Linked DNA regions of Pan troglodytes: region 1 is linked to region 2. Evidence: chromatin contacts called from public HiChIP or PLAC-seq data. All regions are on one chromosome and are shown on one strand. Each heading gives the region's core, a stretch centred on a gene start, on an enhancer-like site or on the middle of the called end of the contact. The rest is flanking DNA. Distances are from core to core; before and after follow the strand shown.

Evidence for each region. HiChIP or PLAC-seq counts read pairs in DNA pulled down with a chosen protein or histone mark.
Region 1: an H3K4me3 HiChIP or PLAC-seq map of stem cell-derived excitatory neurons shows a contact between it and region 2, with 3 times the contacts expected there. The contact joins two enhancer-like sites. A contact is called at or near these places in 1 of 7 Hi-C or Micro-C datasets (induced pluripotent stem cells), 1 of 1 datasets of contacts at active chromatin or transcription factors (stem cell-derived excitatory neurons) and 1 of 1 other capture datasets (stem cell-derived neural stem cells).

The regions. Positions count from the first base shown.
Region 1 is chr6:32,175,461-32,182,558 of NHGRI_mPanTro3-v2.0_pri, reverse strand. LOC104007134 (a long non-coding RNA gene) reads left to right here. Exons shown (of 2, transcript XR_681227.5): 2 at 5,212-5,627. It overlaps SNX10 (sorting nexin 10), which reads right to left. Exons shown (of 7, transcript XM_001161850.7): 6 at 5,747-5,959; 7 at 3,447-5,289. The coding sequence ends at 5,208. Among named protein-coding and RNA genes, the nearest start is that of SNX10, 82 kb to the right of the region's middle. Within about 2 kb of position 1,333, at least 16 of the 24 cell types and tissues checked have an H3K27ac peak or open chromatin away from gene starts, as enhancers often do. A contact at or near this core is called in stem cell-derived excitatory neurons, where this site is marked.
Region 2 is chr6:31,882,198-31,888,963 of NHGRI_mPanTro3-v2.0_pri, reverse strand. No RefSeq gene overlaps it. Among named protein-coding and RNA genes, the nearest start is that of NFE2L3, 74 kb to the left of the region's middle. Within about 2 kb of position 2,478, at least 6 of the 24 cell types and tissues checked have an H3K27ac peak or open chromatin away from gene starts, as enhancers often do. A contact at or near this core is called in stem cell-derived excitatory neurons, where this site is marked.

The DNA.
Region 1 (7,098 bases), core at 84-2,583, 290 kb before region 2:
TTTCAGAAGCGTGTGCATATTATATTTGCATAGGCCTTGGCTTTAAAAAAAAAAAAAGGTATTCCAGATGGCTTTGCTATTTGTATTTGTCACTGTAACACACCTACAGAGAGTGGTCTGATTGAGGACCTCATAATCATCCAGGCCAAATCTTTTCCTTTTTATAACATCACAATGTGCCTGGAATCACAGCTAGTTAAAACTCGACCTGGATGTGTGACCTCCAGATTCCTAGCGTGGTCCCTCCACCCCATTACATGTCTCTGTGGACTTGTACGCACGTAGCTGCTGGGTACCGAATGGGACCGGTTCTGGTTGTGTTTCCTGAACCATCTTATTGCAGGCTATGGGTTCTGCGAATACACGAGCGACCAAATGATGCTCTTAAGTACAACCGACACCTACGTAGGGAACAGGTTCTTTCTACTTGGGAGCCCTAACACCACTCCACTACGCGGGCAGCTCGCCAGACCCAACCAAGGGCGCGTTCTGCAGTGGGCGGCTGCAGCCTCCGCACTGGCCCGGCAGCGCCCCCTTCTGTCCTCCGGCGGCCTGGCACCTGATGTGTCACAGGCCGCGCGCTTTTTCCGGGGACTAGAACACAGTCCCGCTTACGGGGCTTCTGCCTAAAGCGGGTGGAAAACTTGTATCACCCCCCTACACACACACACACACACACACACACACACACACACACACACACACCCTGATCCAGGCCCTTTTCTGGACCTGGAGACACGCACTTCTTCCCCAGTAGCCCAGTCCTACCACCAGGCGCGACCGCCCCCTCCCTCTCCAGACGGAAGGGGGCAGGTTAATGCAGCCGCGCGCCCGCCGGGCAGGTTAGGTTCTCAGGGGCCTAGAAGGGAAAGGGGTTAACTAATGTGTGCGATGCGTGTGCAGATGACAAAATTCAGGGCACGTAGAGTTTGCCCGGCCCCACCGCGTCCGCTCGCGGGGACCCTCGGGGGCCGGGCCCCACCGGGCCGGGGCAGCACGGTGTAGCCCCTCCTCCGGCCGGGCGCGAGCGTCTGCAGAACAAAGCCTGGAGTCCAGCCCCGGCCCCGGCGCGGCCGCCCCTCAACCAACCCCCAGGCGGCAAGGCCCTCTCCACGCGCGCTCTCCAGCCTGGCGGGGCCCTGGAAGCCGGGACACGCGGAGGCCGGGAGGGTCATCGGCGTTTAAGGCAGCCTCCCACACCCAAGTGCACCGCCCGGAGCCCCTCTGCACGAGGGCTTTCTGCTTATTGCTCTTTTCCCCAACAGCCAGAGTCGTCACGGTAGCGCGGGAAGGGGCCTCGCGGGCCGTCTGCAGCAGGTGCGGCCGGGAGCCGCAGGCCCGCGCGGTAAATCGCTGTCTCTTTGCGGTCGTTGTTCCCATTCACCGCCCGCCGCCCCCCCGCCCACCAGGGTTCTTTTTTTTCTTTCCGCCGCGCAGTTGCCATGGGTTACCAGGGCGGTTGCCATGGGTTACCGGACCGAGGCCGGTTGGCTCCCTACCTGTAGCCCAGTCGCCGCCGCCGGCGGAGCGGCCTGGGCGGGACGCGGCGGGAGCGCGCGTGTGCGGGACGCAGCGCGGGGGATGCGCGCGGGCCGCGGAGGCGCCGCAGCCAACAGGCGGCCGAGGGTGCAGCCGCGGGAGCGCCACCGCCAGTGGGGTGGGGGGCAAAGCTGTAAAGAAGGCCCAGAGGTAAGAAACTAGCAAAAAACACAACCACAAGTTATGCCCGTGCTGTGCCTCTAGCAGCAAAGACAAGCGGTGTGGGGTTGGATGAATCTACACTTCTCGTCGGGGGAGAAAGGGTATTTTCCTCTTTAGCATAAGCCATTTACATAGTGTCTTTAGACCAGAGTTTAAATTCAGCAGGAAATTGTAGCTTAATGGTTTTTTTTTTCTCTTTTCCTCTATATCTTTTGAAAAGAAGTCTTTGGAATTTTGGAGAAAGAGAAAGGGTCATTAACTACCAGAGTTTGCGCAGCTAAAATAAATTAGTGTCCAATGCACTGCTCATGATCTAGAAAAGTTTGCAGTAGGAGTGAAGTGCAATTGTGTCTGCTAAAAAGGGACAATGGTGACTCGTTTGTAAGATGCATATGGCAAAGAATAGAACCAAAGTCCTTTGTGTATATAGCAAATGTTAAAGAAGTTGTTGCTTATTTACATCCTTCTGAAATTTTTGAACTCCACTCTATTAAAATTATTAATTTCTTATGACCTTTATTTGCAAAGAAAATTCTATGCTTTGAATGTCAAATTGCAGTAACTAATTTCAGACAGTATTTTGTATTTGAAAATGTGTTTATATATAATTAAGAAAAGGTCTATATTCCAAACAAAAACACAAAATTGTACTGAAATTGTTTCCTTCATTGAAAAGATGTTGCCTTGTATTCACAGGATACCAGCTAAGTAATTTAAATATTAAGAGGAAGACTATTTAGAAACAGAATAAGCTTTGTTATTTTCGTTTTAAAATGTTAAGGGGCCTCTAATGAAAAGGGGTTGTCTTTTATAGCTCAAATACTGAAAACCTTATTGGTACCACAGTAGCTCAATAATAATGAATCCTTAAGGCATCCAAAAAATACAAACCAAATTCAAAACAACGTCCAGTTTACTGTTGGATATAACGGTGATTGTGGCCAGGCTAAATGAAGTTGTTTAACTTCTTAATTGTCATAAAAGAAATTTTGTTCTTTTACTTTATACTGCATATCACTTGTTTGTATTTAATTATTCAATAAAATGTGGACTAGGTTTGAAAAACTGGCAAGATACTTAATATCTTAAGGAATAGTATCTGCTTAAAAATAAATACTTGTTTGTCCCTAGTAATTTTTAAAACTTGAAATTTTAACTAGAATTAAGTAACTTTCTTCTAAGTGAGACTTTATAAGAAGCCGAAGTAACAGGTTGTTGACGTTCAGTGCTGTTGACACCTTTGGGTTATATATAAATCTAGTTCTACAACAAAACACGTAAGTTGGCTTTATAGGTGAATAGTTTACCCTTTCAGAATTAGCCAGGGAAAATGCAGTTTTGCTGTATTGTAATCATAAAGAATCCAGGATTAGAATTCTTTACATTTAAGTCACATTAAAAATAGTGTTAAATAAACATCTATTCAAGTTAGCTACATCAGTAATTATTTTCTTTTTCCTAAAGAAAGCTTTATAAAAAATATGCCAGAGAAAAATAAGAGACAAAGCAAGAAAACCACTGGGAACTGAAGTTCATCTAAATATCTCAGCTGCAAGAAATCAGTTTTAAGAAGCCAGTGTGTGGACACTGAAACAACTAAACCAAGGCTAAAAGCCTCAAATATGTACAACTATAGCTAATATTAAACCATGTTTTACCAAATTTCCTCATAAAAAATAAAAAACACTGAGTTTGGGTCTAAGGCAGAATATATTCTCTTGTATAAAATAAGTGATCCGGCAAAGTTGATTTTTTTTCACGTTTAATGTAAAAATGATCTCATGACATTTACATACTAAGTATTAGGCATTACATAATATTAATTTTGATGGCTATGTTACATCATCTAAAAATAATATGACAATTGGTGGCATAGTATGTGTTTTTCAAAACTGCTGTAAAACAGAAATAGTATGAACTCAAATACATATTGCTGAAGGGATGAGGATCGCTCTTAAATGCCTGGATGACATGAACTTTACATAGTAGCATGGTAAGAAATTACTAAATCTTTTCTTTTCCTGTATTAAAATAATGAGGATCTAAGACACATTAAATCAAAATATTTACAAAAATTTAATGATGTTTTAGACCAAAGAAAAAAAAGGACAAATTAAAGAAATCATTCTTATTCTAAATTTAATTTTTTTAATGTTAGTTCTTAGTTTTCTTAGCTTTTTTTTCTGTTGGTTCTTTGAAACAAGCATTGTAAAGACTTTTTAATAATACAATAGCTTTTAAACTCTTAGTGAAAATGAAAAGGTTGCTTTTTGTAGTAGCCTCTGCCACTCTTCAATTAGGCTGGGTAACAAAGCAACAAGTTATCCTAGTTATCTGAAAATATCTTCCTGTTAGTTTCACAGAAATATTTTGTACCATTCAACATGGATGAAACTTGGGTAATTATCTCAAGAAAATGTTGCCTCATCTGAAATCTGAACTTCAAAATAGTTTATCTAAGATATCTTTGGGACACTAAAAAAAAAGACATTTTATGAAAATTATACCAATCTTCAAGTAGATGCTTTAAAAGAAGGGGCTTTTTAAAAATGAATAATTATTTCTGAAATTAGCAAGTCGACATCCTTTTCGAAATTATGGGACTATTTATTGGTAAAATTAAATTTATTAATCTTTATAAAATCCTTCCTCTGATTTAAGTAATAAGTAACCACCACTGATACTGAAAGTTATCTAGTGATAAGAAATTGCACATTTAGTCAAAAAATAAATCATTAACCTGATTATACAATGATAATGAAAACAAATTATTTGTCTCCAGAAACCATTTGTTGAAGCTGATTTTGGACAATGAAAATGTATTTCTGAATCTATATATTGCAATTATAAGTAATATTACTAGCACTATCTATGTTTTTTCTAAGGTGTAAACATTATTTTAATATGTCTCTATTCATAAGATACATTTCCATCTAAGCGTGAAACAGAATACTGGAAAGGTTAAATACTCTTAAAATATTTCAGTCTAACACCCAAAAGCATAGTGTTTTGCCAGTGCAGGGGAGGTATCCACAAAATATCAGCCACATGTCTGAGAGAGGCAGTCTGGTCTACACTGTTACTCTTCATAGGGTTTAACAACATATACACCGTGTTTACGGTAACACTGCCCCACTGATACAAGAAGGAATGCTCTATCTTGATTTTAAATGCTACTTAGTTACCTATCTTTTTAAATTCAATAAAACCAACTAGGTTTTTTAAAACATGTAAGTCATTTCATTGGAGGGCAAGATCTTGTTTACCAATAATGTCTGCCTGTAAAGGATAGTATTGCATTCACAGGATTTTTAGCTTTACACAGAAGCTTACCTAAAATAAGACAACATAAAAATACCACTAATAAACAACCCAACATCTTTAAGAATTTAAATACCTAACATCATGACAGTGAGCTTTAGGTAAGAATGTATTATTATGAAGCTTTCTTCTCTATGACTGGACATAATTTGCTATTCCTAAGATAGTAACATTAGAATTATTTTTCAGGATTCCTGCGGAGCTGTATTTACTTTACATCCATGTGAACTGCTGTCATCACTACTGTGTCCAAGCCCAGAGGATGAACTGGAAAAGAAGAGAGGGGGAAAATAATAAAAAGAGGAAATTGGTTTTCACAACACACTCAAAGCCTGAGTAACAGAGGAGAACTTTAATTATCTCCAGTCACAAAGAGAGACAGGAAATTTGGACTTTTAATTAGCCATTTGGAGTGCAGTTGGATATTTTTTTAGCTAGATAATTTAAATGCGAATAATTCAAGTCTGACTAAATGAAAGTCACATAATCAGAATGCAAATAATTGAATTTCTACTGCATTCATTAATTCAGTGTGGAGGTGTGTGTGAAGACTACTATGATGAGCTGTCACAGCTCAATAAAATCTCAGTCAATTAATTTTTTCATTATCTTAGTATTACATCAACAAAAAAGTGAAGTGTGTATATGTATCTATACACATGCATATGTGCATACTATGTATTATATAAATACATATACATTAAATCAAAATGCAAGGAAATACCTTTCTGAATCATAATCTATATCATTTTCTTTTTTTCCTTCTTCATCTTCTTCAGGGAAACGTCTGTTCATTAAGGCAAACTTGTGAATTGCTTCTTCCACAGAGTACTTAGTCTGCCCAGAAACACACGCCTCAATGTCTTCTGAATTCAGATGGCTCTGTAAGAAGAGGTGAAGGCTGCTATCTGAAAGCAAAAGTGCATTCTGTAGGACTCTATATTAAAAAAAAAAAAGGAAAAATAATTGGTGAACAGGATGGTCAGTGATAGGGTAGAAGAAAGAAAAACATTAGAAATGTACCACTGAAGGTAATTTCTCTACTGTGGTAAACTTTGTATCAATTATGGGCTCTGCCCATTAAGGGGAGGAAAGCATATGTTAACTTTTATTCAATTATTTGGAAATTTAGGTGGGTAAAAACATGAAGCTAATAGTTAAGAACATCTGTTAAAAGAATAACTTCAAGGACATTTCTTCAATTTACCCATCTGTTATTACCATGTGGATTAATTATGGAAATATTTTGCTTATATAGTCATAGAAAGTTACTCTACTTTAAAAAATTTACTGCCAACAGCATGTCAATTCAGTGATCTTTATGGGATAGGCTGTCATGAAACATCAAAACTTTCAACTACTATTAAAAATTATATGAAGAAAATACAATTCTCAGCATATTTTACATTTTAAAACTTTACAAGTATAGTTATATACTTAAGGGCATGTTTACGACAGCTCATGAGAGAGATGGCTTTTTTTAATACTTAAGGTTAACTGTAAATTTCTCCAAAATCTTTAGGAGCACTGAATCTGTGTTGTCAAAATGAGCAACCAAATAAAACTGATCCCAGCCAACTTTACCATATATATAATTAAAATATGATAATTTTGTGATGAATACATACTGCTCTTCCCACATTTAAGATCAAAGTTTACAAAGACAGAACAGATTTCAACCAGGGCATCAGAACTACATGGAAGATTAAAAACTATCCTGTAGCAAAATCTATAGATGCTCAAATTCATATTAGTGAATGTGTTTTCTCTGAAATGCACATCTTAGAATACGAAATCAAATCAAAGTATACCTTTATATTTAAATAAAAACTGGTTTATCTTTTAGCAAAGATGTTGACATATGATCATTTAGTCTCTACTAATAGTTCAATAATTATGTAAGAGGAGACACTAAGACCAGATACAGGGGACAAAACTAACACACTGAAACCCAAGTAGAATTTTGTCCAACATAAGATTTTTCCGATATAACAATCTGTGAAAAATAGATCATGTATTTCAGACCAAATGAACCTTACCTTATATTCTGCTTGTTTAAACAAGTAATAAGGAAAG
Region 2 (6,766 bases), core at 1,229-3,728:
GTGTCTTATGATTGTTTTCCCTCTGCCCCCTCCCCAAATATCCATTACAGACACTTAATCTTGTGTTAATTATGTATATGTTTCTGAGCCTACCAAATTCATCTGCATGTAGAAGTTTACTTTTATCCCATGTCATAGTTGTGGGGGCCAAGGCTCTTTGTCCTGTAAAGGTTTGCTGAAAATCACTGAGATGAGGCAGGTTGATTAATTGGAGAAAAGGCATATACACTTATTTAACGTGTGTTCACCGGAGCCTTCAGCATGAAGACTCATAGATACAGGGGAAATTGTCCACTTTTATGCTTAGGTTCAACAAAGTATGGACAGCCATATGGGAATATGATTGGAGGAAAAGCATAGATCTAAGGCTAATAGAATGAGTGGGGAAGCCCAGCAAGAGCTGTCTGTCTAGATTCTCCCTGGCCTCTCTGAGCACACATTTCTTCCTTCTGGGTGTGGGGCAGGACCCTCTCTGGAATGGGGGTCTTATGACCTACTATCAAACAGGGTAGGTCAGATAATTTATTTATGGCCAGTTTTAATTTTTATTATTTATTTATTTGAAACAGAGCCTTGCTCTATTGCCCAGCCTGGAGTGCAGTGGTACGATCTCAGCTCACTGCAACCTCCGCCTCCCGGGCTGAAGCAATTCTCCTGCCTCAAACTCTTCAGTAGCTGGGACTACAGGCGTGAGCCACAACGCCTGGCTAATTTTTGTATTTTTAGTAGAGATGGGGTTTCACCATGTTGGCCAGGCTGGTCTTGAACTCCTGACCTCAAGTGATCCTCCCGCCTTGGCCTCCCAAAGTGCTGAGATCACAGGCATGAGCCAAAGTGCCCAGCCCATATGGCCAGTTTTTATACAGATAGGGTGGAGGGAAAGTTAAACTAATATTTTAAGGTTTTATGGCTGGCTTTGGAAAAGGCTTCTGGTTTCTATGGCTAGCCTCCGAGGAGAATGGGACTAAGAGACAGGAGGGCAAGAGAAGGTCAGAGAAAATCATTTGCTTCTGAGGCTGCTGCTGAGGGCTTCATTTTGGGGTGTTGTTTTCTGAGCCCCAGCACAGTCTTTCTGGGAAGGTGGGAGGGTACCTGACTCCGTTTATTGTAGATCCAGCTAAGACTCCATGGCTGTCCAGAGCTTTCTCTGTGGTTTTCTCATGGTAACTGCAAATGGTGAAAGGAGGATATTTGGCAGGACTGTGCTCAAGGAATAGCAAGATAGAAGAAATGCCTGACCACTGTCCTCCCAGAGGTAGAATATTCCCAGGGAAATGCCTTTCTTTGTCAAAGTCTCTTTTCTTTTTTCTTTTCCTTTCTTTTCTTTCCCTCCTTTCCTTCCTTCCTTCCTTCCTTTCTTTTTTTCTTTCGCCAGCTAAGTATATGCATGTACTTTTGGACCTGGAGAAACAATAGAATGTACTGTTGTATTTTTATTCTCTTTGATTTCTTAAATTCCAGAATTTTCCTTTTCCTTTTTTGGGGAGGAAAAAAAGTAAAATAAATAGTTAAACTGTGATATGATTTGACATTCCCCTGTAGCTTCAGAAAGGAAATTTATATAATACATATCTGTCTTTCGCTGTTTTCTCCCTCCAAGGTCAAGTTTGGTTTTTAGATGTGGCTTATAATATCTTTATATTGTTAGAGGGTTTGAAACTCATCAATATTTGAACAACATCCTGAATTGGGTGGTGTGTGGGTTGTGTTATATTTGGCCTCTGTGTCTGCCTCAGAGGTGGGGGTTTTAGGATGGATTGATTAACACAGAATGTTAAGCCTAATAATGAAATTGTGGATGGTTCTGAGCTTGGAGCTGTCTATTCAGACTTTCTGCCACTGAACAGTGTGGTGGCTCCATTCACCCCATGCTGCTTTTTCTAGACTCGTCTTCACTTACTACACTCACAGATTCCAATTTCTATTCTTGGCTGAACAGAGGAAGGGAGCCTTGAATACACAGGCAGGATTAGGCACATGAGTGGATAACCCACTTACAGTAGCCCACTTCCAGACAGCCCAAATTCTAGAAGAGCATCTAAAGAGGGATGGGTATTATTTCAATTTATTTCCATTTAATTCTCTGCATCCTTGGTCTAAGCACAGCTGTGTCACTGTGGTGATGTCCCTTGCCTATTGGGGATGATGATTGGAGCTGGGATGGCATATGGTAATAACAGATACCATTTATTATTGAGCATCGACAGCAGAACTAAGAAGATGTATATGGGTTATCTCTTTAGTCCTCACAGTAACTCTGCAAGGTGGCATTTTCTTCATGCGGCAGATGGGAAAACCGAGGCTAAGAAGGATTACTCAACTTGCCCCAAACCACACAGCTTGAGTAGCAGGGCTACTCCAGCTAACTCCAGCTGTCTGTGCGCTTTCAACTCTGTTACCCCGCTACACCTGATCCCGCGGGCACAGGGCATGCGCGGGCGGTGTGGGCGCGTCAGGTCCTTCTCCCTTTGTCTGCAGTGAGTGATCCGCGCGCCCCCTGCCTGAGCCATCCCCGCTTTGCTTTGTCTGTTGCATTGTTGGCGAGACCTCTACTGCCTGAGTAGTTTGTTCAGTGCACAGTAAAGAGCTCTTTAGTTTTATTGAAATTATGTTTATGTTAAAATTATGTTATCCAAAATCTTGGATTACAGAGCAGCAGAACTGTTTGCAAGGACTACTGTTTAGTGAGTTGTTACAGAAACACCTTGTAAAATAATGAGTTATGTGAGCTGGAAGAATCAAAGATGTGGAACTGGGCAATGTAAACAATTTATTCCTGCCAGTAACAGCTGTAAAATGATGATAGCGCAAGTCTCTTGACTTTATTCCCTTACTCTGATTTTTATTTTACAGTACATTCACTTCTAGATCTTGTTGCTAGTTTTAAAAAAAAATTTAATTTTTTTTTTTTGAGACAGGATCTTGCTCTGTTGCCCTGGCTGGAGTGCAATGGTGAGATCACAGATCACTGCAGCCTGGAACTCCCTGGCTCCAGCAAGCCTCCCACCGTAGCCTCCCAAGTAACTAGGACTGCAGGTGTGTGTGCCACCATGCCCGGCTACTTTTTTTTTTAGTTGAGATGGGGGGTAGGTGGGGAGGGTCTGCCTATGTTGCCCAGGCTGGTCTTGAGCTCCTGATCGCAATGGATCCTCCCACCTCAGCCTCCTGATGTTAGAACTATAGGTGTGAGCCACTGCTCCTGGCCATAGATCTTTTTTTTTTTTTTTAATACCTCACTCAATTTTTTAGAATTTTTTTTTTGTATCAAACATAATGGATTTCACATTGTTTTAAAAAGTAATTGGGAAGGAATACTGTTTCAGAGGACAGCTTACAGAAATCTCTACTATATGACACAGTTTCTTGTTGGTAAACACCATTAAAAAAGTTCAGAAGATTCCATAAGAACTTATAAATTACCTATGGTCTATTTAGAATCCTAAACAAATACACAGTGATTTACAGTGAACTGAGAGAGGAAGATCTAGGAAGAAGACATTTTAAATTTGCTTGGCTCTTTTCTTTTCTTTTCTGAGACAGAGTCTCACTCTGTCACCCAGGCTGGAATGCAGTGGTGCTACCTCGGTTCACTGCAACCTCTGCCTCCCAGGCTCAAGCAATCCTCATGCCACAGCCTCCCAAGTAGCTGGGATTACAGGCGTGCATCACTACGCCCAGCTAATTTTCTTTGTATTTTTTGTAGAGACGAGGTTTTACCCTGTTGTCCAGGCTGGTCTCAAACTCTTGGGCTCCAGTGATCTGCCTGCCTCGGCCTCTCAAAGGGCTGGGATTACAGCTCTGAGCCATCGTGCCCGGCCCCCGATTTTATTTTAAAAAATACATTTAGTGACAAAACATCGCTTTCTACCTACATACTTAATTTTGGTTTCTCTCAGTTTTATTTTGTTTTTGACACATTTAAATTCCCTAAATACTGTAATAAAAACATTCTAAATACATTCTAAATATTTTAAGCCATTTTTTCCCTCTCTCCCTCCTTCCCTCCCTTCCTCCTTCCTTCCCTTCCTTCCTTTCTTCTTCCTGTGTTCCATCTTTCCTTCTCCCTTTCCCTCTCTTCTTCTTCCTTTTAATCACAAGGTGCCTTCCCCTGTTAGGAATGAGACAATCATTTTGTAAAAATATTAATTTAAAAAATTTGTTTAGAGATGTCCTTTGAAATGAAGCTTCCATACTTTTCATACTTTGGAATTTTTCAAAAATATTCGTCTTGAAGGAAGTCTTGTTAAAATCTAAAGGACCGAGAAACATATTTTAGTTCTAAGGTGTTTTTATAGAGACTCTGATAGCAAATGAATGGAAAGAAATACTGCTTTATGCACTACGGAAATGCAATGATTATCCTGCTGCCAACGTAACCTGGAGTGATATATAATCACCTCTCCCTGGCCTGGGAGATTAATGAAATGACTCTAATTTTGGCAACCCTTCACACCAACAGTGGGTAACATAACTCTAAGTTGATTTGAGCAAAGGGCAGAGCAAACTTTAAACAGAGCATCATGGCTTCTACTCACTTTGGTGACATTCAGAGTGCTATTTCAGCCCTATTTGATGAAGGTTGTCTGGGACCTCCTCAGCCTCTGTTTCCATGCCTGTACCAAGATGACACTGACTGCAGTCCAACTTGCCTCCTCTGTCAGATGACATGCCCTTCAGATGATTGCGTTTGCCAGTTAATAAACAGTCACTTTTTGAAATGGAATCTCTCTCTGTTGCCCAGGCTGGAGTGGTATTATCTTGGCTCACTGCAACCTTTGCCTTCCAGGTTCAAGCAATTCTTCTGCCTCAGCCTCCTAAGTAGCTGGGACTACAGGCACCTGCCACCACACCCAGCTAATTTTTGTATTTTTAGTGGAGACGGGGTTAAGCTGTGTTGGCCAAGCTGGTCTCCAACTCCTGACCACAGGTGATGCACCTGCCTCGGCCTCCCAAAGTGCTGGGATTACAAGCATGAGCCACCGTGTCTGGCCCACTTGGTGTTTTGATCAGTCTTATAGGAATGTATACCTTGTGTTTTAAGATTCAACCATTTTTTTGGTTACTGCTTCACTTCTACCTCTTTCAGTTATTCATGCTACCTAAGTCAAAAGGGGCTTCTCCTTTGCAGCCGGCCCATAAGACAAGACTCTCAAGGCGATCTGCTTCTGTGGTAGCTAAGAGAATGAGCTTTGGAGGCTCACTGGCTGGGTTCAAATCTGCTCCCATCAGCACCTCATGAGGGTGTTATAATGATTAAATGAGGTGCTATGTGCAGGAAAACACAGTGCCTACCACAGAGAAAAAGGATTTTAGTGTTTTTTTTTTTTTAAACAAAACCTTCTGAATGTTTTGGTTCAATGGTTTTCTTCTAACAGCTTATATTATATTATCAGAGCCCATTGATCATAATGGCCAATAACATCATGAAAGGAGACATGGCACTTCTGGTGGAGGAACATGACCCCTCCAATAAAGCTGTCCTGTCAAAATATCAAGCCCATATCTATTCAAGCCTCCGTGTAACTACCACTTCTCAGAAAATAATAGGGCACAGGCGGCACAGCCCAGAACATGGGAACCCCTAGAACAAATGACTCAATGTCTTCAATAAGGGAATAGCCAGAAAAAGTGTGTGGGGAGGGAACCTCAGATTAAAATAATGTCAATGGGATGGCAGCCAACTGCCACATGTGGACAGGTCCATTTAGGAGACAACTGGGAAAAGTAAACATTGACTGGACACTTGATACAATTAAAGACTTATGGTTAATTTTTAGTAGTTTTTTTTTTTTTTTTTTCGAGACAGGACCTCACTCTGTTGCCCAGGATGGTCTTTTCTCAGGCAATCTGCTTGCCATGGCCTCCCAAAGTGCGGGGATTACAGGCATGAGCCACCACACCTGGTCAATTTTTTTAGTAGTGATAATGGTTTTGGATTGGTTTTTAAAAGGTCTTTATTTTTAGAAATGTGTATGTAAATATTTTAGAAATATGCACTTAAATATTTATTTCAAATTTACGGATGAGATGATATGATGTCTGAGTATAGAGGGAACGAGAGTGGCACCACTGCCTTGGTAATTGTTGGAGCTGCCTGGTCGGTAGATGGTGGCTTATCATGCTGTTCTGTCTACTTTTATGTATGTTGAGATTTTTCAGGAGATGAACTAAAAATGATCAAAACAAAGCAAAATAACTACAACAAAAACAACCGTGCCAAAATCTAGCGGACCCTCAATATAAAGCAGCACATTCCCGCAGTTCCTCCACCTGCTTTCTGCTCAAATCATGGTGCCCGTTTCTAGGTCATTGATTACAAGAGGCTTCCTTACTAGGGCAGGTGATTTCCCCCATCATGGTTTATTATCCTTAACAGAATTTGAGAAAATGGCTGTTTCAGGTTGGTTGCTGTCACCTGCCTCTGAGGTCAAATACTGCTATCAGGAGTTGACAGTTGCTATTTGGCTCAAAGTACTTGAGGTCATGGTCATTCCATTATCTTTCTAAGACTGCAATTTTTGAACCTGCCTTTACTGGATATCAGGTGCTCGGTTGGTTGTCTTTTTATAGATGGCATCAATATCAGGTGGCATATAAAAGCTTTCCCAAACCATGATTGCCTTATTAATCAATTCATAAAACTGATCAGGAAAGTGTTAGGGTATCTATTAATGTAGTAGTTAGGAAATAAATCTAAACCTACCTTTCTCTGATAAGTAGGTTTTAAAAAAGGAATGAGGATGAAGTTCAAACAAACAAATGCATC